2 separate regions of the Cyprinus carpio genome follow, and region 2 is linked to region 1. A link is a contact called in public Hi-C data. All regions are on one chromosome and are shown on one strand. The core of a region is the stretch at or near the end of the contact, and the rest is flanking DNA. Distances in the headings are between cores, read along the strand shown.

Region 1 (5,819 bases), core at 1,367-3,866:
AACAGAACATGTTTACAGATGTGTTATTTTTATTTATTTTTCAATGTTTGACATCTGAACTGATTTGACCTTTTATTTGCTTTCACAGGTTTGGAACATACTGGTCTGGAGCCTCAGTATGAAAATTCACCATGGAGCTCTAGCTCACCTTGCGGTGACTCGAACAGCAACTGGGGAAAAGTTATTGTAGATAAGGGACCCTGGCCCTCCATCTCTGGTAGTGACCCAGAGTTGGCCTCAGAATGTATGGATGCTGACTCTGCCTCCAGCTCTGGGTCAGAAAAAAATCTTAGTATGATGGCGTCTGGGAGCGCTGGTGGCGACAGCAATGGCAATAGACAAGGTTCTCATTTCATGGTGGCAAATGGCAGCAATAATGTGGGTAATGGGAGTGTTAAGGGGTCTTGGGGTGTATCCAATGGCTCAATGCTAAGCACATGTCAAGGCTCCATTGAGGGCCCCAGCAGCAACCTGGCAGAAAGCAGCCATGTCAAAATAAATGCATGGGGTACCCAAGGTTCCTCAACCAATGTAGGTATAAATCCAAGCACTTTGAACCCAAATGCCAACCATGGTGCCTGGCCCATTCTTCAGAACACTGGGCCCAACCCCCATGGGCCTGTGGGGAATGGAAATGGTGGCACCAACACTCAACAAAGCACCATAGGTCAAACACCCAGCATGCCGAGTATCAACTCTAAGATGTCCTGGGGATGCCTGCAGGAAAATATGTCTGAAGCTGAAGTCAATGGTACAAACAAGGTTCCAAGTGGGCAGCCTCAAAACCTTAACACTGAATTTAATGGACCAAATAACACTACTAACACGATGACCTCTAGTTTACCAAACTCTACAGGTTCAATGCAGATGAATGAACAGCCCCCAGGGCACAGAGCTTGGCCTATGAGTACAGGGTGCTCCCCTCAGCTCCCTATTTCTCCAGTCTCTAATGGCACTTCCATTTCTCAACATGGCAACAGTGAGGGAATTAACAGTCGGTCTTATGGTACAGCATGGGGCATTTCACCCAGCACTAATTACTCTGGAGACAAATGTCCTGTCCCTAAAGGCCAAGCTGTGGGCGACACTGTGAATGCAACTCTAATGCAGTCTGGAGCCAACAGCTCCTCTGTGAGTGCTGCTTCTTTAAAGAATAATAATAATAACGGGATGGGCGGTCGTGGAGGAGGTTGGGACTCAGCACCCGCTACCTCACAAAATATGTCTTGGGGAGCAGGCAGTGTTGTAGGCCCTGTTGGGATCCCTCACCCCTGGGGGAGTGCCTCCTCCTCATCTTCCTCTTCCTCATCCTCTTCAAACACTGGCACTAAGGTCTCAAATGGGGAGTGGAACACTTTACCCAGCAACAGTCAGCATTCCAATGATAGCACGAATGGAAGCAAGAAGGGAACAAATGGATGGAAGTCCTTGGAGGATGATGCTCTTGGTATAGGGAGCTCTGGTCAACCGTCACAAGCCAGCACATGGAACAAGTCTACAGGCAGTGAAGGAAGTGGAGAGAGCTCGGGAGGTCACAGTGAGAGGGATGGGCAACGTGGTGGCAACCGAAGGAGGGGTAATCAGCATGGCATGATCAATGCAGCTCTCTCTAGAATTGACGTGGACCCCAGGGTGTTGTCCAACACGGGGTGGGGACAAACTCCAGTCCGTCAGAACACTGCATGGGATGTTTCAAGCTCTGATAAAAAGACAGGAAATGGACAGACAGGCTGGGGTAGTGCTCCCCCTCAGGCATCTAACTCAGGTGGTTGGGGAGATGGACCCAGCACCAACAAAAGTAGCAATTCTTCGGTATCTGGGTGGTCTGAATCAAAACCTTCAACTGGCTGGGGAGAAACCAAAGGCCCAGTTGGGCAAAGTGGATGGGAGGATGCCTCTTCTGTTACATTGAGCAAGGGTGGTTCCTCATGGAATGGTGGCAAGGATGAGAAGTCCTCTTGGAATAATGCACCAAAAGCAAAGCAGGGATGGTGCGGAGAAGGCCCAAAGGGAAACCATTGGGGGGAGACCCAGAAGTCTGGTTCAGGTGGCTGGGACAGTGACAGCGACCGCTCTGGATCAGGCTGGAGTGAGCCTGGGCAGTGTGGGACAAGCAACACCTGGGGAGGCAGCGGAGGCACCAACACACCTGACCAGAGTGGTCCTACCACAGGATGGGGAGAGCCACCCAAGACCAACAATCAAAACCAAACCTGGGGCGAGCCAATCAAACCAAGCCACTCTAACCCCACATGGGTTGACAATTCAAAACCGAACAATTCTTCAGAGTGGGGCAAGTCCCAAGATTCCAGCATGGGAATGTTCAGGAGTGGGAACACCTCTCAAACTGGAGCCCCTGGTCAGAACAAGCCTACAGGATGGCTGGGAGGCCCAATTCCTACTGCCTCCAAAGAAGAAGAATCCACTGGATGGGAAGAGCCATCACCTGAATCCATCAGGCGTAGAATGGAGATTGATGATGGTACTTCAGCATGGGGAGATCCCAACAAGTATAAGTGCAGCAATGTAAATATGTGGAACAAGAACACTGCTGGAGAGCAGGATGGCATGGCTGTTTCTCAGCCCCCACAGGCCCAAAGCTCTATGGCTCCAAAGGAAAAGAACTGCAGCTCAGGTGGGTGTCTTCCTTTTTGGCAGTGCCTTGGCAATTATTACTCACCCATTATATTTAGCTTTAGTTATGAAGTCATCCCTTTGGAATTTCTCTGGATGCGCTTTTTCCTCCCACCCTTTTACCTCTAATACTTCCCAGCACTGACAAGCTCTGAACTTACGAGCAAGTGTTTATGTGTGCATGTCTATATATAAATGTGTTCATGCAATGCAGAGGAATGCATATGCATGGTAGAAGTGCAGCTTTTTCCATTATTTTTCATTATTTGCTAAACAGAAAGTGTAAAGGTGTATGTTCAAATCATGCTCCTACTTGATTTAGAATTGGCTGTGGATAAGCTGTGCTCAGGGAAAAATAAGCTTGGATTACATTCTGACCGATGGTGCAGTCATATGGCAGCAACCTGAGCAGCAGGGCACACATGAACAGGGCTATTTTTGAAGGAAGTATTCAGGCCATATGCTGGATGGTGAAAGTGCAAAAGCCTCAGTAGGTAAATGTAATCTGATCCATCAGAAGGACTAAACAAAGCTTACATAAGCATGTTTATGCAAGGCTTGGGTTTGGCCCATTGGAAAATTTGTAAATATTAATTGCATTGTCAAATAGATTTAAATAGATTTCAGTTTTTAAAGGACATAAGGTTGTCAAGTATGGTTAATATTTTGTTTAGATGCAAATTAGTTGTTGCATAGTTATTTTCCATGTAGCTTATGCATTACACTTTGATTCTTGTTTGCTCTGACAGTTTTGGGTTTGTTTACAAAATAGTCATATACCTTCTTTCAATTGTGCAGTTTTCTCATTTGTTGCCTTCACTACATTATGTGCAGAACAATATAACATTTTGTATACTGCTCTTTGATCATGGTATTTATTTGTTTATTTTTGTTTTGTGATTTGTTTTTTTGTTTTTTTATATGGTGGCCCACAAAAAATGGAGTCCTCTACCTGGGGTGAGCATGCTGCTCCACCTGTCACTGTGGACAATGGCACATCTGCTTGGGGAAAGCCTGTTAATACAGGTTCCAGCTGGGAAGAGCCGGGGAGGAAAATCTCAGGAGGCAGTAGCTGGGGCAACACTGCTATAGGACAGCAGTCACAGCACAAGTCTGGTACGTCCCATCTCCAATTGGGGAAAAGAACATTCTTTGATTCTCCTTTTTTGACTTCATTTCTTTTTGTTTTTGTTTTTTTTTCCAATGTAAATATATCAGGGAAACAATGTTCAGTGATTGAATTTTTTTTCCTTTCCATTTTTAATTTGATTGATTGTTTTATTTTGACTTTTTAGGATCCAAACCTATGCAAGATAACTGGGGTGGAGAGGAGATGTCCATGACAGGGCACTCCAACTGGGAGGAGGAAAAGGAATTAGAGATGGGCATGTGGAACAACAATATATCACAGGAAATGAACCAATATGGAAACTGGCCCTACAAGAAGGTGCCTCCAAAGGTAATAATTAAGACCTCATTTGGCCTTGCAGGCCTGCTTAAATAATCCTTCACTGAATTTACCATTTAATCTAATTGCGAGGACAAAATTATGTGTGTACGTATTGCTTGCTTGCTTATTTTTTTACCCTTCTTTCCATTAGCTTAACAAAGGCCCCAATAAGCAAGATGATACTCAATGGATGAATCCGCTTGTGAAACAGCTCAACAACATGTACCCTGTAAGGATCGAGTCTGATTGCTGTACTTTTCTGTGAAACCTGTTTATACTAAATATTATATGTCCCAAAATCCTTTGTGAAGCAGAAAGTTATTAGATAGCATGTTGATGCTTCTTTGTCATTTTACAGAGGGATTCTGCTGAAGATTCCCTTAAGAGCAATAAGATGGATATGTCTGGAGGTAGGTCACATTCACATGCTCCTCCAGTGCTGCTATTGAGTGATGTTTGTTGTAGTCTATGAGTATTAGCATGTTTTTGTAAAATCTATAAATTCTTCTCATCTTCAGCAGGAATGACAGACAAGCGCATTGATGTTGACAAGCACGTTTTTAATATCGGAGAGTACGGGAAAAATACTGCTTCACGCCACCAGATCCACAAAGACTCTCCTATGGACCGTAATCCCTATATGGATAAGGTCAGTTATTTCTTAACGTCCTTCATTTTCACCACATGTAGTCCTGCTTGTTGGGTACTTTGGCACCCTCTATGGGACGAGAATGCAACTTGAAGAACCCATGAAGTTTTATGGCTTCAAGACCAGGGAATCTTAATTTTTTTACTCTTCCCCTTTGTCCAAAATTAATAGGTTTCCTCTGGTAATTCTGCTATTAATATTATAGTTTTCAAAATACATTTTCTAATTTACAGGATAGGAGTGTCCATGGATTACAATTAGTAAATTACCTAAAAATTCTAATTAAATTAAATTTCAGTATTCCTGAAGTTAAGATCTTCAAAATAAAAAAGAATGATTATTAAGAGGGTGAATTAAATAGTTTTAGCTTATTTGGTCTTTTTTTAAAAACATTTTCAGTCCTCCTGAGAGCACCTTGGAAATTTGCTGAGGCCCCTACTGGGCAACAGCCCCCAGTTGAGAACTACTGTATAAGATCATGTCTGTTAGATCTAAGATTATATGCTTTCTAAAAGTTAAGTAGTGTCACGTGAAATTTGCAGTCTTCCAGAAAAACAGGCCGGAAATATTGATGATGATTTTTGTGGAGGGGAAAAAAGAGACAAGACATTTGATATGTCCAAGCCCAAACTTCCTGTTTTATTAGAAAATACTACAATCAATTTCATGGAGTGTTTAGAATCAGCTCTTTCAGTAGGTGTAATCTTTCTTCTTATCCTAATTTTCGCCATTGCCTCCCTAACTAAAATTGAAGAAAGCTCTCCAGTTCCTAAAACATGCCAAAGACGATGCTAACATAGCCTTTCTCTCTCTTTTTCTGTGGCTGTTGATGTGTCTTTCTCTGGTGGCCTGATGTTCCTTCCGGTCTTTGTCCAATTCCTCACTGCTGTTGTGCTCTGGGTCCTGTGATTGTGCTTCAGCTTTTGCTGCTTGTAAATGATAGCTCTGTAGCAGAGGAATCCAAAAACTCACGAATCACTTCCATGCAGAATGTCAGCTTTTCCCCTACAAATAGTTCATTGCCTAACCAGTGCAGCTTGCCTCACCATCGAAACTCTGCCTCTGTTAGGCAGGTGAGGTAGTGCA
Region 2 (5,819 bases), core at 1,771-4,270, 40 kb before region 1:
ACGATTGTTAACTGAATTAATTGCTGAGATGACCCTGTGTCTCTCAAACATGTCTCTAGGCAATATTATTGTTTGAATGACATGCATACATAAACACAGATGTGAACTCCTGAAAATAAAACTGACATTTGCAAAAAATAAAAATAATAAAAATCACTTGTCAGCTGAATTGACAAACCAGCCATAATTGGACTGCCGAAAACAGTTTCAAGTAAAGCGTTAGGACGGCGAGTTAAATCCCCTGCTGTTTTGACCAGCAGCACTGAGAGGGCAAAACGTCTCTAGCACTGTAGGGGGGTGTGTGTGTGTGTGTACGTGTATGTGTGTTTTGGCCTTCGTGCTCTGCTCTGATTGTTGTTGACAGTCAGTCAGACTGTTTAGTCTGTTTCAGCAAAAGCCCCGGTTGAGGAGCAGCCGCTGCCCTGTTGGGCATTATTGACTCAGGGAGGAAAAAATTTGCTCTTTTATGCGTCATCCCAAGTACTGAATGTCATGCAGAGCTGTCCAGGGTTTTGTGTTGCAACGTTATGTAACTGAGTTTGAGTTGATATGCAGACTTCCTTTTTTCCCCTGTTGTTTAATTGCTTCATTGTGGACAATCATGCAGAGGATTTGTTGGGAGGTATCAAACAAAACTGGTCTTTGTATAGGAAATCTCTGTCTCTCTCTCTCTGTGAGGGGTGGTGAGGTGAAACTCCCTGTGGTATTTGAGGTCAACACCAGAAAAGAAAATCACAGACAGCACTGTGCATTTCTTTATAAATGTTGTACCAGTGATATGTATTGCCTGTTTGTCAGTTTTATTATAAGTGAAATGTAATATTGAATTATTGAATCACCAAACAAAGCCTTGCATTATTTTACATTGAAGTTCCCTATCTAGGACTGGGCAATATTTACTTGCCAATAAGCAACGACTGAGAACAAACAATCAACCGCACAGCACCATGCTAAAAAATACTGAGAACACTTTAGCAACTGAATATCACTGTAATATAAACTACTGAGAACATGTTAACAACCGCTTAGCATCAGGCTAAAATGCACAGAGACGGCCTTAGCAACCACATAGCAACAGACTAAAAACACAGAGAACACCTTAGCAACTGCATTGCAATAGGCAAGAACACATTAGCGAGCACCATGCTAAAAATCACTGAGGAACACAATTGCAACTGCACATCACAATGCTAAAACTGAAAACACCACAGCAGCTGCAAAACACCTTGCTAAAAATGAGCAAGAATACCTTAGCAACTGCGTCACAATGCTCTAACAACCATAGATATATACACATAGATGCCTCATGCTGTCTTTTATATGGGCTGCTATATGTAAGCTGTCCACCATATTGGAATGGTCAAAGCCAGTCCGTGAACACTCGAGAGCAAGTTTACTGTAGGTCTGCAAGAGTAGTGATATGCATGTAAGAATATTTATATCTGCAATAAACTGCAGATGAATTTGCTAAACTAACACAATATAGCGCCTACTTTTCCTACTTCTTTGCGAAGGGTCAATTCCAGAAGTATTTTCCCCATTCATCTTTTGTCGTGCTTTGCTCCCTGCGACCCTCTGATTGGTGGAATTTTCTGTTCAGCATCATGGGTAATGTAGTTTTTTCCACCACGAATTCGCTATTAAACGTGTTTATTTTAACAGTAAGTTGAATTAATGTGAACAGATTGGTTTAACAACCTCGAAGCTCACAACAGGTCTGTCTTTAAAGGTTTATCAGTTATTGTTAAAAATGTCCCTATGGGGAAAATCAATGAAGTTTTTAATTCCGGAACGTGACTGTTATGCTCTGTACAACAAGACGAAGACATTAGTTAACACGACATTAAAAAGTTAGCATAGTTTGAAAACCTGTAATATTCTCACCTCTGGAAGGTTTTTAAATCTCTGTGTTTTTTACAACCAGAGGCTGCTCAATGTTGTGGCATCTTGGAAAAATTTGATTTTTACTGAGTGTCGAAACTTTGACTGTTCCAAGATGGTGAATGCGTCAGTATGTCTGGAGTGGTTAAATGTGGGAGCTACATATATGCTAACAATACTCTAGCAAAAATATAAAAATCTTTTTTTTATTAACAATCCATTACATTCAACATGCTAATACATTGTATTTTATTCGAACCTGTAAATGGAACATTTCCCAACACTTTCTTTTTCTTGAAGGGGAAAAAAAATTTCCCTCAAGCTGGGAACATTCAGTCATCAGTGAAACATTTTAATGAAATTCATTCATCCAGAGCACAGTCCTGGTTTCTGTCTAATTTTCTTTTGCCGTGATTGTTATGAATGTGCAGAATCCCCACTTGGACACATTGTGTATGTAGTGCCGCCAAGGCAGATTTACAAACCTCAATACTCAAGCTATTTTCAGCGATGTGATGATGGATTGTTTAAAAACAGCTCCTCTACAGTGCTGTCTTTGCTAGTGAGGAAACCAACAGTGCAGTACTGTTCACACAGGCGCATATCTTGCCAAAACCCAATCTGCGAAGTCTGATTTTAAGAGCTTGTATGGCACAGTTGTACATAAACCACCTTGACTGATCCTCAGGTTTTCAAGAACAGAGTTCATCCAAACTCTGTACAGTAGGTTTTGATACACCACCAGCACTTTACAACAAACATCCTAAATTGCTGCTTCTCTCAGAGACCTATGTTTTTGTTTGGTGCCATAAAGGCAGCACTGAGCTTTTGTTCCTTACAGAACATGAGCCGATTGCAGCTTGGCTAGCTCCCAGCAGCCTCCCACTCTAAATACAGAGAGGCCTTTCATCCCTGCTCCGAATCCTCCTTACAGCAGCCAAACATTGCACAGAGCCACAGCCAAGTGCCATCACTCAGTCCGCACTGAGATTAATGTGCTCGGCAGACACAACAGCACCGCATCTACACTGCAGAAAACCTTTTTTATTGTTCATAACTTACTCCGGAACCGGTTTTTAAATAAGTGCTATTAAGTGGCTGGTCTAAGTTCACTGCTATGTGACATTGGGTTGGTATTGCTGTGTCGTTCCATCTAAGGGGTGGCATATTTTGGGAAAATGCAGTCAAGTTTCCTACGTGCCGGCATGTCCCAGCTAAACAAAAAGTGGCTAGTGTTTGGCCGCACACAAAAGCAGGAACACACTTTGGCCATTGTGCAGGCAGAGCGCGACCCTCACTTTCCCACAGAGAGGTTTGTGTTGTAATTTGAGAAAGAGAGAGAGCTCCATCCATGACAACCATGACATCATCACAAACCAAACACTCTCTCAGTGCTGCACACATTTACTTGGTGCCCGTCCTCAAGGAAATGAAGAATAAAGAAAATGACAACAGGTCCTAAGTTCTGTTTAAGTTGGACTAAATGTATTAATGTCTATTAAACAGTAATTGAACCAAGTGCATTTATTTTAAAGAAATATAGAACAAACACACTTAAAGGGGTCATATGATGCGATTTCAAATTTTTCTTTCTCTTTGGAGTGTTACAAGCGGTTCTTGAATAGATAAGATCCCTAAGGTTGCAAAGACTAAAGTCTCAAACCCAAAGAGATATTCTTTATAAAAGTTAAGACTCATCCACGTCCTCCTAAAATGCCTCGTTTAAACACGCCCCCACATGTCTACGTCACGATGTGGGAAGATTTGCATAAAGCCGCCCAAATGTTCATGCAGAGAAAGAAGGCGTACCTTTTATTCTCGCTGTTGCCGCTGGCACCATGTTGTGGAAATGCTGTTTCGTTGTGAGACTTTGTTTGGTCTTCCAAAAGAGGACAAAACTAGAAATCAGTGGTTAAGTTGTATTTACAACACTGTTCCAGAACAGTTCAACCCAAATATTTAGTGTGCAGCACATTTTTTGTGGGGCTGTTTCCTGATCCTGGGAGAGAAGACTACAATGCTGTCTGTTCTGACTCACAGTCTGTAAGTACGTTTACATATGTGAAGGATTTTAGGGCTGTCAAATAAAATTAGAATTACAAATATTTGTCAAAATAAAAAATCCACATTCGTATGCAAAAATGTTGCATTCGAATTTTAGGTCTGCGTCGGCCATTAGGCAGCCTTATCAGTGGTGCACGTAATGTGTTGACGATGTAAGTGTCATTGCATTTTAATGCTTTTGTTAGCCTATCCAGTTGAACCCACTAGATGCAGCGCTGCTATGTTGTTCATTCAATATATTGTGGAAAACGAGAGCATCAGTGTCGAGATGATGTTGTTCACGTCAAAACTGAAACCAAGCCGTTCACACAGAACGCATCTTTATCACATCGTCTATCAGCATTGCACTCACGTCTCGCACAAGAGAGCGGCATGTTTTAGAAAGCCATGTAAAATTAATGTAAACATGTCACAAGACTTTATGGCGGTTTTCCCCCATCCCACCATATCTCATGTTTTTAAATTAACCAAGGAGCCTACTCTTTGTGATTGGTTTTCGGTCCTGTGTATTAAACTATATATACATGCGTGGGGCTGTTTTTTTTTCTAATTGTTTAAGCAACTTTATTAAATATATATGGTTTATAAACATTATTTTAAACACTATGCACTTTTTTTCAAAGATAGTCGTGTTACTTTATTAAGCTTTGAAAAACGTGCATAATATTTTGTGCAATGCGCCCTCTTGTGGCCTCAGGAGAGAAGTCAAAAGCTTTTTTTCCCCTAACTGCAATTATGCCTTTTAAATTCAAATATAATTCAAATTTAGTTTTTCAGTCATTTTGACAGCCCTAAAGGATTTGCCACTGATGATTCAAACGTGAGTTTTGAGCAATGTAGAGTAGAGCTTTGTCGTTTCTTTGATCACAAATGCAGACGTGCTTTATTTTTATGCAGCGCGATGCAGCGCAACGCGTAAAAAGACAGTATCCATAATTATGTAAAAAGTCATAGTCCATAATTATGACCCCACTGGATGCAATAAATTGCTCATTTGTAATGGGTTTTATTGTTTTTCTCTTGTCATGCCAGTGTTCTGACCGGGACACGCATCAGAGTATGGCAAGGGGCATAACATTTCCGTTACACGCTTGAGGTACTCGGCCAATCACAACGCACTGGACAGCTGTCCAATCACAGCACAGCTGGCTTTTCAGACCACTGAGTTTTGTAAAAATCGACGCGTTTCAGAAAGGCGGGGCATAGAGGAGAAACTATAATGTACAGTATGTGGAAAATAATGTTTTTTGAACCTTAAACCGCATAAACTCATTTCATTACACCAAATACACAAAATAATGTTCTTTTTAGCAACATAATGTGACCCCTTTAAAAATGAGCTTGTTAGCTTTCTAAAGCTAAAAACATTAGATACACTAAAGGTAGAAAGGTTTGGGGTCAGTGTGATTTATATATCATGAATTAAATTGATACAATAAAGACATTTATAATTTTACAATAGATTTCCATTTCATTTCTATTTCAAAATGCTGTTCTATTGGAATTCTATTCTAATTCAAAAAATCCTGTAAAAAATGTGTCATGGTTTCTCAACTGTTTTCAACATTGATGATAATAAGAAATGTTAGCAGCAAATCAGCATATTAGAATGATTTCTGTAGGATCATGTGACACTCAAGACTGGAGTAATGATGCTGAAAATTCAGCTGTTATGACAGGAATTATACAGTTTGAGGAAAGGAGTTGATTGAAACAAAAACTGAATCAAAATTGATGGTAAATTGAAAAAATACTGACCCACTTATTCATATGCATAACAAACATCAAAGTTGATTGTTAAGAGGTAACATGTTATTTTAAAAAGTTAAGTTCTGATATAACGCTTGAATCATGTTGCATTGCATTTGATGCCA

What was found. Hi-C and Micro-C count contacts between places; a contact is called where the count stands out from the background.
Region 2: a Hi-C map of skeletal muscle shows a contact between it and region 1, with 4 times the contacts expected there. The contact joins two enhancer-like sites. A contact is called at or near these places in 4 of 8 Hi-C or Micro-C datasets (liver and skeletal muscle).

Annotation. Positions count from the first base shown.
Region 1 is chrA3:20,576,033-20,581,851 of ASM1834038v1, reverse strand. It overlaps LOC109050272 (trinucleotide repeat-containing gene 6A protein-like), which reads left to right. Exons shown (of 23, transcript XM_042722882.1): 6 at 89-2,642; 7 at 3,578-3,750; 8 at 3,930-4,093; 9 at 4,236-4,313; 10 at 4,443-4,494; 11 at 4,606-4,733. Among protein-coding and RNA genes, the nearest start is that of LOC109113032, 17 kb to the right of the region's middle. Within about 2 kb of position 2,616, at least 1 of the 8 cell types and tissues checked has an H3K27ac peak or open chromatin away from gene starts, as enhancers often do. A contact at or near this core is called in skeletal muscle, where this site is marked.
Region 2 is chrA3:20,616,237-20,622,055 of ASM1834038v1, reverse strand. No RefSeq gene overlaps it. Among protein-coding and RNA genes, the nearest start is that of LOC122137166, 13 kb to the left of the region's middle. Within about 2 kb of position 3,020, at least 1 of the 8 cell types and tissues checked has an H3K27ac peak or open chromatin away from gene starts, as enhancers often do. A contact at or near this core is called in skeletal muscle, where this site is marked.